Linked DNA regions of Rattus norvegicus: regions 1 and 2 are each linked to region 3. Evidence: chromatin contacts called from public Hi-C data. All regions are on one chromosome and are shown on one strand. Each heading gives the region's core, a stretch centred on a gene start, on an enhancer-like site or on the middle of the called end of the contact. The rest is flanking DNA. Distances are from core to core; before and after follow the strand shown.

Region 1 (3,119 bases), core at 469-2,968, 160 kb before region 3:
GAGACAGGCCAACCACAGGCTACAGGCCTGTGAGAAACCCTGTCTCAAAAACCAAGGAAGACAGTGTCCTGAGGAATTATGCCTCAGATCTCTCTCTCTCTCTCTCTCTCTCTCTCTCTCTCACACATACACATAGACACACACACACATATATACACAGGTATACACACACATACACACACATACACACCCCCCACATACACACACATACATATACACATACACACATACACACACACACCATACACACACATATACTCATACATAGATATACATACACACACATACACACACACACATAGACACACATATATATACACGTATATACATAGACACACACAAACATATATACACACGTATACACACACATACACACATACCATACACACACATATACAGATACATAGATATACATACATACACATAGGCACATACACATACACACACGCACCATACACACATACATATATACATACATAGATATACATACACATACACCTACACACACACCTACACACACACACACATAGACACATACATACACACACATATACACACACATACACACCATACACACACATACACATACACATACACATACACACACACACACACACACACACACACCCCTCTAAATTCTTGGCTCCCTATACCTGCCGTTTGCAGCCTCTCTGAGTGACATGTTCCCTACAGAAGCAGCATCCCTTGTTTGTGCTAACAGTCACCGCTTTTCCTGCTTCTCTTTCTTCACTTGAGTAGCCAAAGACGGCTCGATACCGAGAGGAAATCATCTCCAAATAAGACAAATCACAGCACCCTGTTTACACAGCAGCAACTCAATTACTGTTTACCCTTTCTGCAGTGAAGGTTATCATGATACTCAAAGAGAGACCCAGAGCTGTCTGCCCTTTCCCCACTTCTGCAGGAGCCGGTCTCTTGACCAGACAATTACCGTAAAATACTCTCTCTCTCTCTCTCTCTCTCTCTCTCTCTCTCTCTCTCTCTCTCCTTAGTGAGAGAGATCATATCAGTTCCTCAGAGTGGGAGGTATTATATGGCCTCAATCCTTCTGAATAGACACGGGCAGGCTTGACACACTCTCTGGGAGTGATTTCTGTCTTCAGGGTTTCTATTGCTCTGATAAAACATTGCGACCGAAAGCAACTTGGGGAAGAAAGGGTTTATTTAGCTTATACTCCTAGGGCATCCTTAAGGGATGTCAGGGCAGGAACTTGGAGGCAGAGATCATGGAGGAGTGACACTGGTTTCTTTCCCCTTGACTTTCTCTGCCTGCTTTCTTACAGCACCTAGCACCTCTAGCCCAGGATTGCGCACCTACACTGAGCTGGGCCCTTTCCTATCAATCATAAGAAAATGTACCACAGGCTAGCCCATAGATCAATCTGGTGGGAACATATTCTCAATGGAGGTACCCTCTTCTAAGCGACTCCAGCTATCTCAAGTTGATAAAAGAACTGGGCAGCGCATGCAATGAATCTAAAGAGCTAGCTAGGTTTCTGGAGAAATGGGCTGACGGTTTAAGATGGTTTTTTGGGCCACTGTGTCTGAGGTATGGGGAGCTATCTGGAGGTTGCTCATGGGTTCAAAAGCAAGAGGACATGGCTGAGTGACTGGAGGGCTGTGTGAAGGAGTGGGTGCCAGGGACAGGCTGTTGACAGCCACTTTCTCACAGCTATCAGAAAGACAGTAACTACCAGGCCCTGAGGCTGATGGCTGATCCAGAGTTGGGTAATCTTGTGGTATGTATTGATTTTTGCATCATGCTAGACCAAGATTAATGAGTGTTTGGTTTCTTTCTAGCCCAGTTTTCTTAAGGCTCCCAAAACAAAAGTAATTGTCTGCAGGGGCAAGTATGGGAGAGTACACAATGCCACCAGTTCCGGAACCGTAAGGGCCACACCGTGCTCCACTTTGTTCTCCAATTAAGATCTCTGAAGTGCCCTTTGCTAGTGGCTTTGGTGTCTGTGGTCAGGCTTGTGACTGGATTTTCTTCCACAGGCCCTATATCTATATTCATCAATATCAATATCTGTCTGAGGCTCCCCATAGGTCCTGGGCCCTGCTTCTGCCCAGTGCCTCAAGCAGCAAACATGTATTTAGGTGCTGGGGTCCCCTCGGCTGGTGCAGGTATGATGGCCACAGATATGTGTGCGTGTGTGTGTGTGTGTGTGTGTGTGTGTGTGTGTGTGTGTGTGTGTACCAGGACATGCAGGGGATTTCAGTTTTCTCTTACCACGTGGGTTCTGGAGACTGAACTCAGGTCATTAGACTTTAACCTACTGAGTCAGCCACCTTGCTGTCTCTACACACACGTGTTCTGAGACAGGTTCTGTCAGTGCACCCGACACCCACAGATTCTGCAATACCAGCTGGCCACCGAGCTTCAGAGGTCGCCGGCTCCATTCCCCCAGCACTGGAGTCCCAGACATCTGTGTTGCCGCATCTACTTGTGTGAAGGTTCTAGGGACATCAGTTCCGGTCTTCACACTTGCCCAGCAGATGGTTCACTTCCCTAGACCCTCGATGACTCTCTTATGTCTTTTTAAGATCAAACGTGTCTCCTTGGTGACACCGGCTCCAGGGCTCACGGAAATGTTTAGAGACAGCTGGTCCCGTTGCAGTCCTCACCTAACCTGTCTCTATGGAGCTGGCGAGTCACCACGCTCATCCGATGCTCTTCCTCCCCAGCTCTCTGCCAACAGGCAACAAACCAAACACGATGTGCATTTGTCTCTGGGTCCTCTGCTGACTGAGCCGAACTCCTAGCTTGGGGATGCTGTCATGAATGCATGCCCGGGTGTTTCTGCAACATGCCTTACACATCTGACTGGTTTCATCACCACAGAACTGTGCAAGCGAGTTTTTGTGTTTGTTCTAAGCACCCCAAACCCCATGTCTAGGAATATGGAGGTGCAGAGGAACCCCAGCCTCAGACCACACGGCTTGGTCTTGGCAAACAGCTGGCCAACGTCCTCAAGTGACTCTTTGAATGGAAGTCTTACGTAAGAAAAAACATTTGTTTTGTGGGGAAGACAGCTTCTTAGAAAGGGCATGTTTTAGCTCTTTTTGGACCATGGCTTTGATGTGCGGACACTCGC
Region 2 (2,827 bases), core at 107-2,606, 240 kb before region 3:
AACGCTGACACCTGAGGCTGACCTCTAGTCTTCACATGTACCGACCCACATACATGTACGCACACATACGTGCATGTACACATACACGCGCATACATGCACACACACGTGCACACACATACCGCCCTCCCCACAAATACACTCATAAAAACACACACAAACACACACATAAAAGTATATACATAAACACACACATAAGAACATACACACATAAACACATAAGAGCACACACACACACACACACACACACACACACACACACACACACACCACAGAGGGTACAGAAACTGCAGCATGCTTCACTTCTCCAAGGCATGTGTGAGCTCTCTGTGCTAGGTCCATGCATTTCATAGGCTTAGGGACGATTCTTATTTACAGCTTAATGAAACCGAATATCACAGTAGGGCACCAGTCAGGAGGTCTTAAGTGGTCACACAACCTTCCCCAACCTAGAGAGAGCTCCAGGGTTCATCAGAGCCTGTCCCTTGCACTGTCACCTGACTAGAGGAGGAGAAGAGGGGCCACAAACCAGAAACTCACCCCAGGAAACAGTACAACTCCATTGATTGGTTATTTTTTTTCCCAAGATTTCCTTTAGCATTTAGTAATGATGTCTGTGACCAGAGCAAAAAGAACTTTGTCCTGTTTAAAAAAAAAAAAAAAAAAAAAAAAAACCTCTCGGAGGTGGAGATTGTCCCTTTACTGTGTCTACCCTGATACCCAGGGACAAAGACAAGGAGCCCTGAAGGCATCAGAGCCCTGCCTGATGGCTCCATCTTGGACATCAGGACGGCACAGAAAAGATCTTACGTGCTTTTTGTCATCTGCCAGCAGCTGCTGTGGTGCGGACACCATATGCTCTCCCATGCATGCCAGAGAGCTTTGTGCTCAGGGGTTCGTTCCACAGATAGAGCTGATACACAGGGACTTGGGACACACCCAGGCGATGGGGTGGGGGGGAGAAGGAGCACACAAAGATGAAACCCCGGAGGGATGTTTCCACAGAGACCTTTCTTCTGCAGATTTCTGTCCCCCTGGCCATGAATGTGCAGACAGACACAGGGCAGCTCCCTTGTTTTCTGCAGAGCCTCGTACAGTCTCCACCCAACTCTCTGAGGCAGAACACCGTGTAATCACGCACAGCCCGCACAACCTCTTGCCACCAGGATTCTCATTTCTCGTTCTGTTATGTTAAACCTGACATTTGTCACCGGGAAAGGGCTCTCAGAATGGCACACACGTATCTGAAGGTCAGCAAATGCTGAGGTTCCTGCCTGGCTCTGGGACAAACCTTGAGTGTCACTGGGCTTCCGCCAACGGAGAGCTGAGCCAGAGCCCGAGTGACCGAGATTCAGGAGGGCAGCCAGGAATGAGTGAGCAAACCGTCTATGGAGTGGCCTCTTCTTAGGACAAGTGGAGCACAAATACTATAGGGGAAAAGAAGGGAAACAGCCCCTCTGGCTGGCGGCCCTGCAGGAGGCAGCCATCTCTTCTGCTAATTGAAAACAAAAGGAGAGAGTTGTGAAACACAGGCCCGGGGCAATCAGTACCTCCCACCCCCACCCCCACCCCCTCAGCTCAGGGCTCTTGACTGTGCACAAACCTGCGTACCCTGTTTGGGCCAAGCGCACTGTGGCCCCCCACCCCAGAGGCCACAAGCCCAGCACATTGCACAACACAGTACTGTCATCTGTCGCTTTGCTGAAGGCCCTCAGGGAAAACAGAGGCAGCTGACACTAGCCATCTGGAAGTCCTCCTGGGGTCCTGCTGCTGTTGGAGGTGTTGCTGTCTGGGCTCCTGTGCACGGAAAACTGCCATGTCCCTATTGCCAGCTACTGCCCTCAGTCTACCCGTCTCTCGGGACTGCATGGGGGCACAATCATGCAGTTCTTGGTGCCCCACTCCGTCTTAGATTGTCCTGCTCTGCCATGTGTTTTAGCTGGGTGACTGCTGACCTCAGACTCCTCCCGATGCTCTGATCAGTAGCTGAGGCCGGATACACAGGAGCTCTGAGCTGTCCCTAGGGGACTTCAGAGCAAAGTGTCCCCTAGGGACTGTGTCTCCCCCACTTCCCCATACCCCGGCACTGTGTGGACATACACAGGCCCCTCTCCTGTGCCTTACCCCTGAGTGCACGAGTTTTGAGAAGTCACCGGAACTGCTACCTACCCTTTGCTCCCGCCTGGCTCTTCAATCGTCACAAGAGGAGACCTGGGGAACCTGTCTGCAGAGAATGAGCATTACCATCTGTATGGCCCAAGCTCTCGAGGCCTTCACGGCTCTGCCTTAAGACTGCACGTATGTCCAAACATGTGTGCCTCTTATCCTTGGAACCGCACAGATTTGCACCCAAGGGCACCGGGGGTCTGGGGGTGGAGAGGAGACACAAGACCTGAGCAGGACTCTGTGTTTGTTTTTGTTCTTTTTGAGACAGGGTCTGGTGTAGCCTAGGCTGGGTTAAATTTGTTGTGTAGGTTAGTCTTGCCTCAACTCCTAAGTGTTGGGATTACAGGCATGGACCACCTTTTGGCATGGCCAGTTAGTATATGTTGGGGGGATACAACCCATGACTTACTGCACGGGGAGCCACATCTCAGCCCCCAGCCCTGCACAGGACCTGGAGCAGCCTTTTGAGATGGTTCACATCCCAAAGGCCTAGGACTGATCCCCCGCAACACTACACCCAGAAATAGCCTTAAGGAACACTGGACCTGATAGGGGTACCCATCCTGTCCCCTCGGGTCACAAGCAGCTTCCAAAGTTCCCCTTCAGGTGTGTCCCTGGGCCTTGTGGATACTCAGGAGCACAGGTCTTTGACACCACTTCCT
Region 3 (2,896 bases), core at 152-2,651:
AAACAGAGCTGTTAACCAGGGTCTGCTGCTGGCCCAGCACTTGCTTCTTCTAGACAAAATAGCCGGTTTCCCAGGATTTTGCAAGTGGCAGATGAGACCTGAATGGTTTCACACCAGATCTTGGCAGGGATTTGTTAACCCTGTTTGCAAGGTTGTCCTAGACTGGATCACAACGTACATAGAAATGGGTCTGAAATTCCCTTGTAGAACAAATTCCTTAGTACAGCTTTCCATCTGGAAATTAACCTTGCAAAAATGCTAACAGGACTGGAAGGTGCCTCGGTGGGGCCAGATGACCATGGTAGCACACACATCTGCGAGCCCAGCATTCTTACGGTGAGATGGGAAACTAAGACAAGAATCCACAGAGGCTTGAGGGCCGGCTAGCCTTGGAATGTGCAGCAGGGAACAATAAGAGTGTCTCAGACAAAAAGGCCCTGTGTGGTTTAATAGGACCAGCGGAGGTTGTCCTATGATCTCCACCCATGAGCTTCGGTATGCTTCCCCAACAACGTTAATAAGAAGGGCAAGGATAAGAACAGTGAGCGTAGACCAGCGGCAGCTGAACAGATAGATGGTACCATTTATTTGGTCCAGCCCAATGCCCTGCTAGCATCTCTGTTTGCTTTGATCTGCATGCATGATCTGCTCCTCTCCGGGGGATGGAGAATGCAAAGGGACTAGATCTTACTCCAGGGTACACTTTTAGCATCGAAGCCACTGCAGCCTGTGGCAAGCACGCAGGAGGGTGGAGGAGACTGTCGCCTCTGCTGGACACCGTGAATCAGTGCTTGTTCTGCACTTACAATGCACATCATCACCATAGAAACCTGGCAAGAGCTGGGTAAGAGTCTGTGGGTTCTGCCAAATGAATGTTTTGCTGTTATGATTCGCAGCGATCCTATTAAATCACAAGGAGTGTTTTTCTGCTGGGCAGCAGATGCTGTCATAAAACACGTTCGTCCTCAGATTCGCACGCAGGCACGCAGCCCTTTGACCAGCCCCACCGTGCGTGTTGACATAGGCGGGCTGCAAACGCCACCCACAGCTGTGGGCTTGCTGCAGGGACTCCCCTGCAACAGGTGTGTGTTTTAAAGGACCCTGAACCTGGATTTACAGTGGGGCCAGCTGCTGCCTTTGGGACTGACCATTTGTCATCTCTAGATGGGTCACCCTCCTCAAAGACTGGCTTGTTGGAAATTCTATCCTCGCCATGGGACCCTGTCGTAATTCTCATTCTGCTGGCTTCTGCTAGCATGGAGGGAAGAAGTCGGACGGTTTGCCCAAGCTGTAAGTAACAAATCAAACCAAAGAAACAAAACACCCGCTTAGACCAGGCGGTACTGAAGCATTCTAGAGAGCTGAGAGCTGAAAGTCCCAAGGTTGGTTAGGAACCAAGTCCTTGCCTCCTCTGGCAGAGTCCAGAGGTGACACCAGGCTCTACTTTGTAGAACAGGCAGCATTAGCTCTAAACACCATGGCCGACTAAATGTCCTCCCCAAGAAAAATATTGCGGGCAGTTTCTATTCTGGGAGGAACTTTTGGTAAACAAAAACTTCATCTGAGTACCACTCATCACTATACTGAAGAAGGGGGAAAGACTTAAAATAGCAAAATGTACTATTTTTGTTGGCTCGAAGCCCATGTTCTTCCACCGGCTTTGGGGCTTTAAGACCCACACTCCTAGAGTACTCTTGGGGCTTCCTAACAAGGTTTAACTTGAGTGGTGCCGGGCTGTACAGTTTTCTTTCTCAAAGTGAAAGCGACACGTGTTCAGAGGAGACCTGAAAGACCCCAGAATGTAAATCAGTAAACTGTTTGCAGACCTGACACACAATCTCCTGACCTATCACTGTGGGCCTACTGATTTGTGCTGTTCATTCCTCTTACAGAGAGACTTGGAGGAAATGTGGGGAAGCTGGGTCTCCAAATAATGAGGGTGAGAGTCAGACCCAGAAGTACAGATGTCAGAGTAACAGAAGCCAGAGGGAAATGATGACCTGGGATGCTGTGCTCTACCCAGGGTCCCTCTGTCCTTTACATCTGTGGCTCTTAGGTGCTGAGGATGGCCTTAGAGCACCTGCATGAGGTCCTGAGTTCAATCCCCGGCACTGGAAATAAAACAAGTTGCAAGGTCCAGGCAGAACTACTCAGCCTCCTTCAGGCTCAGGCACAAACTTTCAGAGATTTGTACAAGACTACAGGGGCCTTGGGAGATGGGTCAGTGGAGAGCGACAAACCCCTAGATTCATGGTATGGAGCTAAAGAGTCCTATGTCTCAGGACCTGCAGCTGCAGGGGTCTCGGAGTTCAATTGGCTGAGAGAAAGAGCCTCTCAGGCTCCATCTCCCTTGGCTGACAGGGCTCTCACACCGAAGAGTGCATGGCTGGGCTGCTAATCGGATGGGTGTAGACCTTAGCTATGCACAAGAGGGTAGACTGAGGGTCTCATGGCCTCTTTCCTTCTTCAGGAAATTGAAATTACAGACCTAGACTAAGCCTCAGATGAATGGGAGTGTCCATCTCTGCACGTGTTTGCAAGGATTGGGGTGGGCCGAAGCCTCTGGGGCACTAGTTACAGGTCCACAGTGGAGATCCTGAGAAGCCTGGACTGTGTGTCTTTGGGACAAGCTTAAATACCTAAAGGAAAAGAAAGATGCCTGAATGGGATTTGGGGCTCTTTCTTCCAGGCACGAGAGATCCAGCCCTGGATAAACGCAGAAAGGACTCACGTTCTTGGAAGGGTTTGTTTTGTTATTGTTCTGTTTGTTCTTCTTCTTCTTCTTCTTCTTTTTTTTTTTTTTGATTCAAAGTCTTAGCTGACTTAGAACTCACTGTGGGCCAGATGGGCCTCAAGTGTATAAAGATCAATCTGCCTTTGCCTCCTGAATGCTGGG

Evidence for each region. A called contact is a pair of places that touch in the nucleus more often than the background predicts.
Region 1: a Hi-C map of liver shows a contact between it and region 3, with 6 times the contacts expected there. The contact joins two enhancer-like sites. A contact is called at or near these places in 3 of 12 Hi-C or Micro-C datasets (kidney and liver).
Region 2: a Hi-C map of liver shows a contact between it and region 3, with 4 times the contacts expected there. The contact joins two enhancer-like sites. A contact is called at or near these places in 3 of 12 Hi-C or Micro-C datasets (kidney and liver).

Annotation. Positions count from the first base shown.
Region 1 is chr17:13,391,585-13,394,703 of GRCr8, reverse strand. It overlaps LOC120097809 (a long non-coding RNA gene), which reads left to right. Exons shown (of 3, transcript XR_005495575.2): 3 at 1-3,119. Among named protein-coding and RNA genes, the nearest start is that of Gadd45g, 140 kb to the left of the region's middle. Within about 2 kb of position 1,718, at least 2 of the 93 cell types and tissues checked have an H3K27ac peak or open chromatin away from gene starts, as enhancers often do. A contact at or near this core is called in liver, where this site is marked.
Region 2 is chr17:13,473,085-13,475,911 of GRCr8, reverse strand. No RefSeq gene overlaps it. Among named protein-coding and RNA genes, the nearest start is that of Gadd45g, 56 kb to the left of the region's middle. Within about 2 kb of position 1,356, at least 17 of the 93 cell types and tissues checked have an H3K27ac peak or open chromatin away from gene starts, as enhancers often do. A contact at or near this core is called in liver, where this site is marked.
Region 3 is chr17:13,230,381-13,233,276 of GRCr8, reverse strand. LOC102555869 (a long non-coding RNA gene) reads left to right here. Exons shown (of 4, transcript XR_010059393.1): 2 at 1-1,290. Among named protein-coding and RNA genes, the nearest start is that of Gadd45g, 300 kb to the left of the region's middle. Within about 2 kb of position 1,401, at least 6 of the 93 cell types and tissues checked have an H3K27ac peak or open chromatin away from gene starts, as enhancers often do. A contact at or near this core is called in liver, where this site is marked.